Linked DNA regions of Mus musculus: region 2 is linked to region 1. The links are chromatin contacts, called in public HiChIP or PLAC-seq maps. All regions are on one chromosome and are shown on one strand. Each heading gives the region's core, a stretch centred on a gene start, on an enhancer-like site or on the middle of the called end of the contact. The rest is flanking DNA. Distances are from core to core; before and after follow the strand shown. Region 1 overlaps Dhx29 (DEAH (Asp-Glu-Ala-His) box polypeptide 29). Region 2 holds the start of Ccno (cyclin O).

Evidence for each region. HiChIP or PLAC-seq counts read pairs in DNA pulled down with a chosen protein or histone mark.
Region 2: a contact with region 1 is called in an H3K4me3 HiChIP or PLAC-seq map of the SCID.adh cell line, with 18 read pairs. The contact joins the promoter of Ccno here to the enhancer-like site in region 1. A contact is called at or near these places in 25 of 39 promoter capture datasets (the 3T3-L1 cell line, 3T3-L1-derived adipocytes, the HPC-7 cell line and 16 more), 2 of 15 datasets of contacts at CTCF or cohesin (CD8 T cells and stem cell-derived epiblast-like cells), 25 of 484 Hi-C or Micro-C datasets (CD4 T cells, CD8 T cells, ECoMG-derived neutrophils and 18 more), 13 of 115 datasets of contacts at active chromatin or transcription factors (CD8 T cells, the SCID.adh cell line, craniofacial prominence and 5 more) and 4 of 9 other capture datasets (adipose tissue, embryonic stem cells, liver and 1 more).

Annotation. Positions count from the first base shown.
Region 1 is chr13:112,939,637-112,945,084 of GRCm38.p6, reverse strand. It overlaps Dhx29 (DEAH (Asp-Glu-Ala-His) box polypeptide 29), which reads right to left. Exons shown (of 27, transcript NM_172594.3): 7 at 4,586-4,712; 8 at 3,254-3,412; 9 at 426-591; 10 at 1-15. Among named protein-coding and RNA genes, the nearest start is that of Dhx29, 15 kb to the right of the region's middle. Within about 2 kb of position 2,789, at least 22 of the 459 cell types and tissues checked have an H3K27ac peak or open chromatin away from gene starts, as enhancers often do. A contact at or near this core is called in the SCID.adh cell line, cerebral cortex, differentiating embryonic stem cells and 3 more, where this site is marked.
Region 2 is chr13:112,985,292-112,990,739 of GRCm38.p6, reverse strand. It overlaps Ccno (cyclin O), which reads right to left and starts at 2,938. Exons shown (of 3, transcript NM_001081062.1): 1 at 2,456-2,938; 2 at 1,664-1,849; 3 at 1-1,168. The coding sequence starts at 2,842. The coding sequence ends at 683.

The DNA.
Region 1 (5,448 bases), core at 1,540-4,039:
CTGACGACCCTTACCCTAAAAGCAGGAAAAGAACAATAAAACCTTTTTAAAACAACTTGATGAGGTCAGATCAAAAAAAGTCAGCAGCTCACTAAACGTAAACTTACAACAGTTGCTAAGTATTCCACGGGAGGCAGTGCATTAGACAACGATTACCAGCAAAGGGAACTGGAAATGAGGACTTTTAGAGTTTCTCGAATGCCTACTTGATCCATGTTTTGCTTCTGAGATAAGGTCTCCCTCTACAGGTCAGGCTAGCTTTGAACTCACTGGCCTGGAACCCCGCCTCAGCCCCCTAGGTGCTAGGATTACAAGCATGAACCAGCAAGCCTGACATCTCTAAACGTTTTCACAATTTACAGGAAACCAAAGGCTTTCAGTTCACCGTTTTCTAAAAGTTCATCCAGTTAAGCAGAAAAACCCACCTACATTTCCAGTATCTGCCTACGGCAACTTTCTCAAAGGAGGGGTTTGGACTCTTGGGAAGATTCTTCCTGACCCAGTCGATGAGGAATTGTTTGGGAGATTTGCCAGTCCAGCTTCGAGCAGTGTAGTCAAAGTTCCTTACATCGTGAGGTTCTTTCTTTTTACCTTAAATGGAGGCAAAGACTTGTTCTGTAAAAATGGTAAGAGCAATATGAACTCTCTGTGGAGCGAGTGATCAGCGTGCTCGCCCTTTTAAGAACAGCATTTCTGAAGGGACCGGGTGAAGAAGGACCAAAGGTTCGCTCTTCTCTAGGTGGGGCATCCTCTTCGTGGCCCACAGAACATCCCCCGGCTTTTGTTGTTGTTGCTGTTAGTTTTCAGACAGTGTCTCACATGGCCCGGGTTGACCCGAACCTTGATCTGCAGCCAAGGATGCTTTTGAACTCCTGATCCTCCTTGCCTTCTTCCCACAGCTGGCTGGCCATGAGGACCTTATGCATGGCCATATTTACCGAATGACAATATTTGGTAGGATGCCCTCCACGTAGTTACTGGAAAAAATATGTCAGATGCCATTTCTCTGCTTAACACAGCCATCAATACCCCCTTCAATGGCTCCATGGTATATCTAAAATTAAGTACTCATTTTTTTGGGGAGGGGGGGATGCGGTTCGAGACAAGGTTTCTCTGTATAGCCCTGGCTGTCCTGGAACTCAGAAATCCACCTGCCTTTGCCTTCCAAGTGCTGGGATCAAAGGTGTGTGTCACCATTGCCCAGCTTAAGTACTCATTCTTGGTAAGGGCCCTAAAGGCTTCTGTGGTCCACCCCTACTATCACGTGTCATTCCTCCCTTCATGCTGTGATTACACTGGTCCTCAGGCAAGTCCTTAAATGTTCAAAGTGTGTTTGGCCCAGTAGCTACCAGCCTTGTGGTTAGAAACCAATTACAATTTCAAGTTGTCAGTCATACTAGTCACATCTTAAGTACGCCAATGTTCATATCAGATAACTCAGATACAGTATGTCTCAATTACAGAAAACCTTCGTAATAGTGATGCGATAAACTCATTTTACCCAAAGACTTGTAACTTATTATCTCTCTTCTTTGGAGTTTTTCTCCCCACCAATTTGCCACTAGGCTAACATCTGACCATCTGTCAGGCTATCTGCTTGTCCTCAGAACTAAATACAAGGAAAGTAGCCCCAGCTCAAATTAGAGCTCTCTATTATTATTATTATTATTAAAATTATATCTGTATGTGTGTGTCTGTGTAGGTGTGGATATACACATATGAGCACAGATACCCATAAGAGGGTGTCAGATCCCCTGGAGCCAGAGTGTGCTTGTGACTGCTAAGCCACATCGCCAGCCCTGCTCTGTTGTGAAATGTCATTATTCTCTGAAAGCACAACTCACTGTTTAAAAATCTCTGTGTTCACATTCCATCTTAGATTACACAGAGAAAAGAAGTTGGGTTACTTGTTCACATAACTCATTTTAATGTACAATAATGATCCAATAAGTATTACTGAAGGAATGAATAATGCTAAAATGTCTACCATTTAATATAGGTGTGGCCTGTCATATAATCTGATAAAGCATGCAAAGAATACAACTGGTAAGTGCAGCAATACACAGGAATGTGCGACCCCTTGCATCTCGGGGCCATGGAGGACTGAGGGAGTCAGGAAATAATATTGTTTGAGTTGCGCCTTGGCACTAGGGGTAGCAAGCTAGGCAAAGGAATGGAACTGTCAAATGACAGATGTCATAAGGACTCAAGTGGCTGGAACATCGGAAAACAAAGTGGAAAGATACAAATGAATACGAATGCAAAAGCTCTCAAAAGCGATGAACGGCTTTGGGCTTGTAACTGATGTCACGAAGGTGTTTCACTGGAGAAGCTGGGACACACAGAGCTCCTGCAGAACACTTGCTTCAGTGTGCGAGACCCTGGGTTTGATCTCCAAGATTAAAAACCACAGAAGCAACAAAGAAAGAAGGTTTAAACAGAGAGCTTGCATTTAAATAAACTCTCATTCATATTTTTCAGAAAGTCAATGCCATAGTTTGCACTCTGTCATTAAAAAGCACTCTGATTAAAGATGACTTTGGGAAGAAAGGGTTAACTGGCTCACAGTTCCCAGCTCATAGACCATCACTGCAGGAATATTCTCACCTCCAGGGAAACCCTGGGGTGGGGGGTGGGGTGCTGCTTGCTGGCTCCCCTCGGCCTCATGCTTAGCTAGCTTTCTCACACAGCCATGGACCACCTGCCAGAGAACGGTGCCCTCACAGCCGGCCAGGCCTCCTAAATCAGTTATCAACGAAGGGAACCCCTCACAGACATGCCCAAAGACCAGCCTGATAAAGCCAAGGCTGCTTTGTCAGGGACCAGAAAGAGAGCTCGCTGTGGTTAAGGGCGGGCATGTACTGCTCTTGCAGAGGACCCGAGCTTGGTTCTCAGAACCCACGCGGGGCAGCTCACAGTTGCTTGTACTCCAGATTGAGAGCGCCCAACACCCTCTGGCTTCCTCAGCACCCATGTGCACAAACCTGCCAGCAAACCCACGCACACACACACACACACACACACACACACACACGATTCTAGGCAGCGTCAGGCTGACAGTTAAAATCTAGCTGTCACGTGTGGAGAATGAACCAGAGAGAGACAGGCTTGGCTAACGTCTCTGCAAAGACAAATGGCTCCGAGCGAGCTATCATATTGTTATCACCTAAGAGAAAGCCCCAGGAAAGCGCAGTTCTCCTGCCAGCTGAAGGAGTCTGCAGAGGCGAAGCAGCTCCTGCTCCCCTGACTTTACCTTTCTCTTCCTCGGTAGCAGCTGCAGATTTTTCAAATAAATTCAGGTTTAAAGCACTCTCAGCTTCTGTGGCTGGAGCAGGCTTTTTCTTCTCATTTTGTTGATGTGAAATCTTTATGGCTGGGTTGAATATTGGATGGTCTTCTAAAGTTTCCATTTCTATCAAGAAAAAAAAAATGTTTAGTTTTGTATATTTGCTTTTCATGCTTTGTATTTTGCAAATATAGCTTTCATGTCTTCTCTATCTTTTATAATCAGTTACTTAATAGTTCTTACTTGGAATCTATGTTAGATGCCAAGTGAAATTTAGTCACTTTCATAATGTATAATAATAAAAAGAATTAGCAATTATAGACTAAAAAAATAAACACTTTCAATAGAAAAACGTACACATAAGATCCATTTGCATTTCTTTCTTGAACGGAAATAGCATTTACATTATAAATCTAGGATCAGCAAACTATGACCTACACTGCCAAATCCAGCCTACTGCCTTTTCTGTATTCTCTGTGAGCTAGCACAGTTTATAGCTTACAATTATTCTTAAAAAAAATAATAATAAAGAAAAAAGAAAAGAGGTGCTAGGGAGAAAGCCAGTGGCTAAAGAGATCTGACTTCAGATCCCCAGTGCCCACGTGACTAGTGGCTGCCAACAGTGTTTCTCTGCAACCCTAGAGCCTGGGAGAGGTTCGTGGAGCAGGCGGGTTACAGGAGCTTGTTGCCAGTCAGTCTAGATAAAACAAAGGCCAGCTCTAGACTTTTGAGATCATGTCTCAAAAAATAAGTTCCAGCTGGGCACTGTGGTACCTGGCTTTAATCCCAGCACTTGGGAGACACAGGCGGGCAGGTCTTTGTGAGTTTGAGGCTACCTGGTCTACACAGTTTCAGGACAGCCAAAGCTACATAGAGAGACTCCGTCTCAAAACAAAACAACAAAACCTCACCACTACCTCCGCTAAAAAACACCAAAAACCCAAACACAAAGAAAGACATTGGCACTTGGCTTCCACATATGCACACATGGGCAATGCATTGTCACACACATGAGACCAGACACATGTACAAAATAAAGTTATTCAATGACCTGGAAATTACATGGAATCTATAGGTTAGTGTTTGATTACAACACAATCCTCCAGTTTTTAAAACAGATATGGCTTCTCTATGTTGAAACACTTGAGAGGTTGTAGCAGACTGTAAAGTCCACACCATCAACAGCGTTGGCCATTTGGCTTGCTATATTAAACAGTTAACCAGTCTCAAGTCTAAATGGTTAGAAAAGTACAGGCACAGAATTATGACTCTACAAGCAAACACGCGATAGGTCTTTACCTCTTTGGAACTTTCTTATTTTCTCTTGAGCCTCTTTTTGGCCTTGCTTGTTTTTTTCTAGTTTGAAGGCGGCGGCTTGCTCCTTTGCGTCCAGAAGTCTGGCTGCAAGGTTCAAGTACCTTTGGTTCTTTTCCAAGTAAAATGATGAAAATAAAAAAAAAAAAATTCTAAGAACAGTTTATGTGTGACCACTACATTGTGTCAAAACCTATGACCCTTAGACCTAGCACATCTACTTCTAGAACTTTCCAGAGAGAAATAAAACAAATACAAGACACAGAAAAGGGTGGAGGAAAACTCAGAAAACACAGGCTCTAACTTGACTGAGCAAATGCTGCAGAGCAGAGGGCTCAGCACCACTGACTCTCGTCTCCTGGGCTAATAGAGGGTAGCAGATTGGAAACACAGCAGCATGTGGAAGAGAGGCACGCGAGCGCTGCTGGGAAGGAGTACAGTGGCTATCACCACAGCAGCACACCTCAGCCCCCTCTTCTGGGGCTGCTCCGTGTGTAGACACACACCAGAGTGCAGTAACGACTGGAGGCCGACTGCCTCAAACCTACCCACGCATTCCAGTCATTCCCACTTTCCTCTGTAGGGCGCCATGCAACCATCCCTCCATTCCGCTTTTCTCTTCAGTGCTGTGTAATACATTCATGTCACTGTCATTGTGTAGCCTGCCCCGATCACAGCCCGGCTAACTTTATATGCTGCAGAAGTGGAGCACTGCACACAGTACAGAGTAACAGCCCAATTCAGTCTCCAGCAGCCCCCAGAAAACGCTCCTTGCCATGGCTCTGATTCTGACTAGTCTAAGTACCTAGTGTGTGTGAAGTTATACGGGATTTGATTTCCGTGCCTGG
Region 2 (5,448 bases), core at 1,689-4,188, 46 kb before region 1:
AATTACCCTGGGCTCATGCTGCAGTATAAACTGAACCATGAGTGTAGCTGCAGAGGAAATGACCCAGGTTGCAACAGCTATAACAATACGCAAAAGGCATTCCAGCATTTCCTGTGTTGCACCAGGGACTGTCTCTTGCTTCACCCACTGCTAGTATGGCTGCCCGGTCCCCAAAGCTTCCCAGCTCCACATCAGTTAGTGCAGCCACTGCCTTTCCGGACAGCACAGACCACTCTGACTTCTAACCCTGTCTCATTCTCCTTGGGCCACTGGCATGGGGGAGGGAACTCAGCCTCCTGACTGGAGGGGGTTAAGATACGGACAAGCCACCTTGACTTGTCTGCTTTCTGGAACAGTGGCATATAAAATCTTGCCAGGTTGTTTTCACAGAGCTAACTACAAAGTAAAACTGTGGGAGCAGGGAAGAGCCTCCGGAATTGGCTACCTCGTGATGGACTTCGCCTGGGAAAAGCAGACAGTCAGGCATGCCAACAGCAGCATTTAGACAAGCCAGAACTGTCACCCCTGCCCTTGTGTACTACAAAATAAATAAAGAATCCGTTATTGTACAGTATTTACAGGTAGGAGACCTCAACTTCTCTTTGGATCTGTACTGCATATTCTCCTTAAGGCACGGAGCAGGGACCAGGGAATTTTAAAAAGGAGCTCAAGGGGGTGCTTTTTATTGCCAACTCTGGGGCAGGCTGCACCTCTCCCAGATCTGGGGAGGCAGAATGCGAGGCAGGGAGCTGCTATTGATGGACACTAGCGTCTGCAGCTTGCCCAGACAGTCTTGCAGTGTGGCCTCTGGGTGCTCTCCCAGGCGCAGGTCCATCTCGTGCTGGTGCTGCAGCAATCCGTCAGCCAGCGCCAGGCAGCAGATAGCCATCAGGGACGGCGTGTAGGTAGTGAACGCGTAATCCGTTAGGCTCAGCTCCGCCACTCCCCGGGCCAGGGTTTGAGCCTCTAGAGCTTCGGTGACCTCAGCCTGGCCGGCTTCCATGCGCCACTGAGTGAAGTGCTCCAGGAAGAAGTTGATGGTGGGCGCGCCCAGGCTGAAGTGGAGCTTATGCAGCACGATGCACTCCAGGTTGCACAGCTGCTGCCGGGAGAACGCACCGCCGCACAGGGCCAGGAGCTGTTTCAAGCGAGGTGGGTGCACCTCTACCTGCAACACAGAGTGTGCTCCAGTTCCGGACTGGTGGGTACCTGGGACCCAAATCCATCCAGCCTAAAACCCGGGAGAAAACTGGGACTCGAACTCTATATTCCTTCCACTTCCACAATTCCGCTCCTGAAACCTCTCCCCCCACCCACAGCTGCTAGTGCACCTTCTCTATCTACAACCCAACTTTAAAATGTGTGTGTGTGTGTGTGTGTGTGAGAGAGAGAGAGAGAGAGAGAGAGAGAGAGATTGACTTTAAAAGCATCTTTTCCAGAGACAAGTACCACAAAGCTTTGGTTGGGCGGCCAGCTACAGCCTAACCTCTTTGTAGTCTGAAAGGATTGTTGCTGTGAGTGGTAAGAGAAGTTAAGGCTATGACATGGAAAGATCTTCGAGCATCTGCCCAGATAAGCCAAGCAACCCAGCCCTAAGCCATGCACGAGTTGGGGAAGGGGGGCGCTGGCTGCAAACACATCGCACTCTTTCGCCTGGTGGTACCTGCTTGCAAGCGATGAGCAGACAGGTGACCCCGAGCAGCTGGAAGCAGTCTGCAGCAACAGGGGTCGTGAGGAGAAAACGGTCCAGAGTATTCACGGTCAGACACAGCGACTCGAAAGAGAGGCCGAACTGGCGGTGGACTTGCAGGAGCCAGCTGAGCAGTTTACAGCGCGATTCGGCAGTCACCTGGCCGGGAGCGAGAGGGGGAGTGTGCTGAAGCGCGCGCCCGAACAAAACAATCCAGAGAGGCAGAGAGGCAAAGGGGAAAACGCTAAATGACTGAAAAATAGGAGGCACGTGGGGGGGAGGGGGGGAGGTACGGGCCTGCCTTAAACCAGGCGTTCCGGAACGCCTGGGAACGTTTGGGCTCGCGCCTGGTATTGTGCACAGTGCATTAGGGCACACTACCCAGTCTAACCCTCTCAGCAAGTCAAAGGGACTATAAGGGGTGGGGGGTGGGGGGTAAAGTTTTTGTTTTTTTTTTAAACAGAAGTGCAAGCAAATTTAGGAGTTCTGGATCTGACGTAGAAGCTGTCGAACTGCGTTATAATAAAACTCCTCTACCCACCCCCTATAACTTCCGATATCCACCTCTCCACCCACAACCTTTCTCCATCTAAATAGGTCAGTGGGCCAATCCTTGAAGGTCCCAATTGCTCCTACTGATGGCAGATAATGGGCTGCAATGACTAGGGCTGTGCGAAGGGCAGCCAGCAGCCATGGAGAGAGCGAGCTAGCCTGGGAGAGACAGAAGCGCGACGGCCCCGGGTCTGGCTCTTGCCAGCGCCTCACTTGTGGCTGGCGCGCCAGCGACTCCCGCGGGTGGAAAAGATTCTCCTGCGCCTTTCGGAAGTCGTAGCAGCTCTGGCCGTATTCTCGGAAGGTCTGGAGATCCAGCGCTGTCAAGGGCTGGGCAGGGTTGAGTAGGGAGCTGCAGTCCCGCGCCGCAGACACTGCGGGGCTGTCGGCGCCGTCCGAGCTGGAGCTGGGGGACTCGAAAAGGTCACAGACGCCCGAGTCTCCCGGGAGCGAACACGCGTTCAGCGGCCGCAGCGGCTTCTTTCTCCGGAGGCACGGGCGTCTGCTCTTCTTCACTGGGGCGCGGAGGTTCTGGTGGCTGTCTCGCCTCCCGGCTCCCGCGGCGGGGCTGCCCGGGCTGGCAGGGCAAGGGGTAACCATGTTACAATCGGGTAGCGCTCCTAGCGTCTACGACGCCCGGAGCGTCGGCGCGAGAGCTGCGAGGAAGATCCGGTCCCGCTGGCGGCGCAGCTCTAAGTACCCGGACTGTGCCTTCCCTCCACCACTCCCCCGGCCTCTCACTGGCTGAGCCCCGAGCCGCCCACGGGCCGCGCTTTCCCGGAGGCAGAGCCACACCCCTCGCGTGCGAGCAACGCGTGGCCCCCGCGCTGGTTGCAGGGGGAGGAGGCGTTGCAACTCCCGCCTCTCACCCGCCTTCAGCTGCAGGCTCCGCGCGTCTGTCGTCACCGTGGCAACCGCAGCCCGGGTCCTGGCGCCAGCTGCTTGAGCTCGGTGGAAGAGCGTAAAGATCACTGGCCACCTAGGGGAGCCATGGGCCGTCTGAGCGGTTCAGCCGCCCCCGGAAAAAGGGAAAGGCTGCTCCGGGGAACCTGGTCCTTGGTTAGATTGTCTGGCCTGGTGTGATCATCTTTTATGCCAACCCTCATCCAGGTGGGTCCGCCTCTGAGCTCCGGACCAAGATCAGGCTAGGTTTTCTTCAGTGACCCATAAAAGGACTTGATTTGCGACTATTTTATTTCATTCCGCTGGCCCAGGGAAGGAGAACTTTGGCGCGTCGCTAACGTCTGTTAAGTATGTGGGAGCCCGTCCTGTCAGACAGGTATTTGTGATCCAAAAACGTAGGAAGTTACTTCAAATGACCGTCGCACAAGCCCGCTGCCCTCTGGATACTTTGCCCCGCACTTTTCATCCCGAGCCAAACACGCCAAGGCTGCAGCCGTTTAGGGCCTTAATGTCACAGGTGGCATTTCTGTGGAATTGCTCACAGTGTGTTCTGCTTTGGGTCATTAGCTTTTAACCCTCTACCTTTCTAGGTTATTCTTTGTGCCCAGGGTAGGATGGAGGGAAATCAAAGGAATGCAGAGTTGGGGGAGGGGGAGGCGCGGGGACAAGAGAGAAAGGTAGAATGTGACACCTTCTCCATTCTCAACCCGTGTACTCCAAACTCCGGTCCTGATCTAAAAGAGACGTTAAGGCGCTGTGAGTTCTGCACACGCGGCCGTCCTCACTGATTCCAAAGACAGCTGGAAATTGTTGGAGTCCACGTGCAAATCCTCCCCCTAGAAACTTGCCAGAGAAGCAGGTGAGGGGAAAGGGCTGGATTTCAGCTTCTCGCCTCCGTTTCTATTCTCTGTGATTCTGAAGGCGCTTTAAATTGCAGCACTTGTGTGACGCGGGGTTGCTGAGAATCACCTGAGAGGAGTTTTCTACATGCAAGTGCCTGGCTTTCTGTCTCCTCTCAGGCTGTTGATGGGTAACATTACGGGGAGATCAACCGAATCCACAGCAAGGGGGCCACATAGCAGACCTCTTCCTAGAAGAGTTTTCTGGGTGAGGAGGAAGGATCTAGGAACTCTCTGATTCTGCCTCTTGGTCCAGCGGGAAAGAGCACAAAGCACCTCATCAGTAGGATCCAGAGTGTACCTATTTAATGATCTTGTTCAGCAAGACATTATTCGGTCTCCATTTCGTCGTCTGTAAAAGGATATTACTTGCCTTGCGAGTCAAGTAACATCGATGAGAAATCTTGAAACTCCCCCCCCCCCCGTTAATTTATTTTATTTATTCACTTTACATCCCTATCGCAGCTCCTCCTCCTCTCAGTTACCGCCTCACATCGCCCCTTCCCCCTCCTTCCCTGCATTGAGAAGGGGCCGCCCTCTCCCTCTGAGTACTAACCCATCCTGACACACCAAGCCCCTGCAGGCCTGGGCACAAGCTCTCCCGCTGTGGCCAGACAAGGCAGCCACAAGCAGACAACAGTCAGGGACGGCTCCCACTCCAGTTGTTGGGAGACCCTCTTGAAGAGAAAGTCCTTTTTAAATGCAAAATAGTAGAGTCCTCTTGAACCTGATCCAGGGGGGTCAAGAATGTTGTTCTGCTGGGGGAAACTGAAGACTGATCAGGCCATCTGTGTGTGGTAAGGCTCTCCATGCTGAACAGACTTTTTTCCCCCAAGGCCTGTACTTAGAGTCAATCCCAACAGACACTGCCTGAGTCTCAGCTTGAAGGACCTATTATTCAGCTTTGGCAGAGTGCTTGCTGTGTCGCCTGCTGTGTGGAACCTGCAAGGAGCTGGTGTTCAGGTGGGATAAACAAAGAGCCATGTGCCATTCTTAAAGGACTGAAATGTGAGCCGGGCGTGATGGTGCACGCCTTTAATCCCAGCACTCGGGAGACAGAGACAGAGGCAGGTGGATTTCTGAGTTCAAGGCCAGCCTGGTCTACAGAGTGAGTTCCAGGACAGCCAGGGCTACACAGAGAAACCCTGTCTCAGAAAAGGCCAAAAAAAAAAAAAAAAAAAAAACCAAAACCAAACAAACAAAAAAGGACTGAAATGTGATGGGGGAGGGGACCAAGATATCAATTTAAATTCAAATGTCAGATAAACAACAAATGCATTTCTCATAAGGATGTCACAGAAATTGTATGAGACATATCTACAAGAGAAAAATGTTTATCTGATAATTACCTGAAACACTGTACTATATGGAACAGCAAGCTATCTTTTAAAGATTTTTTAAAAA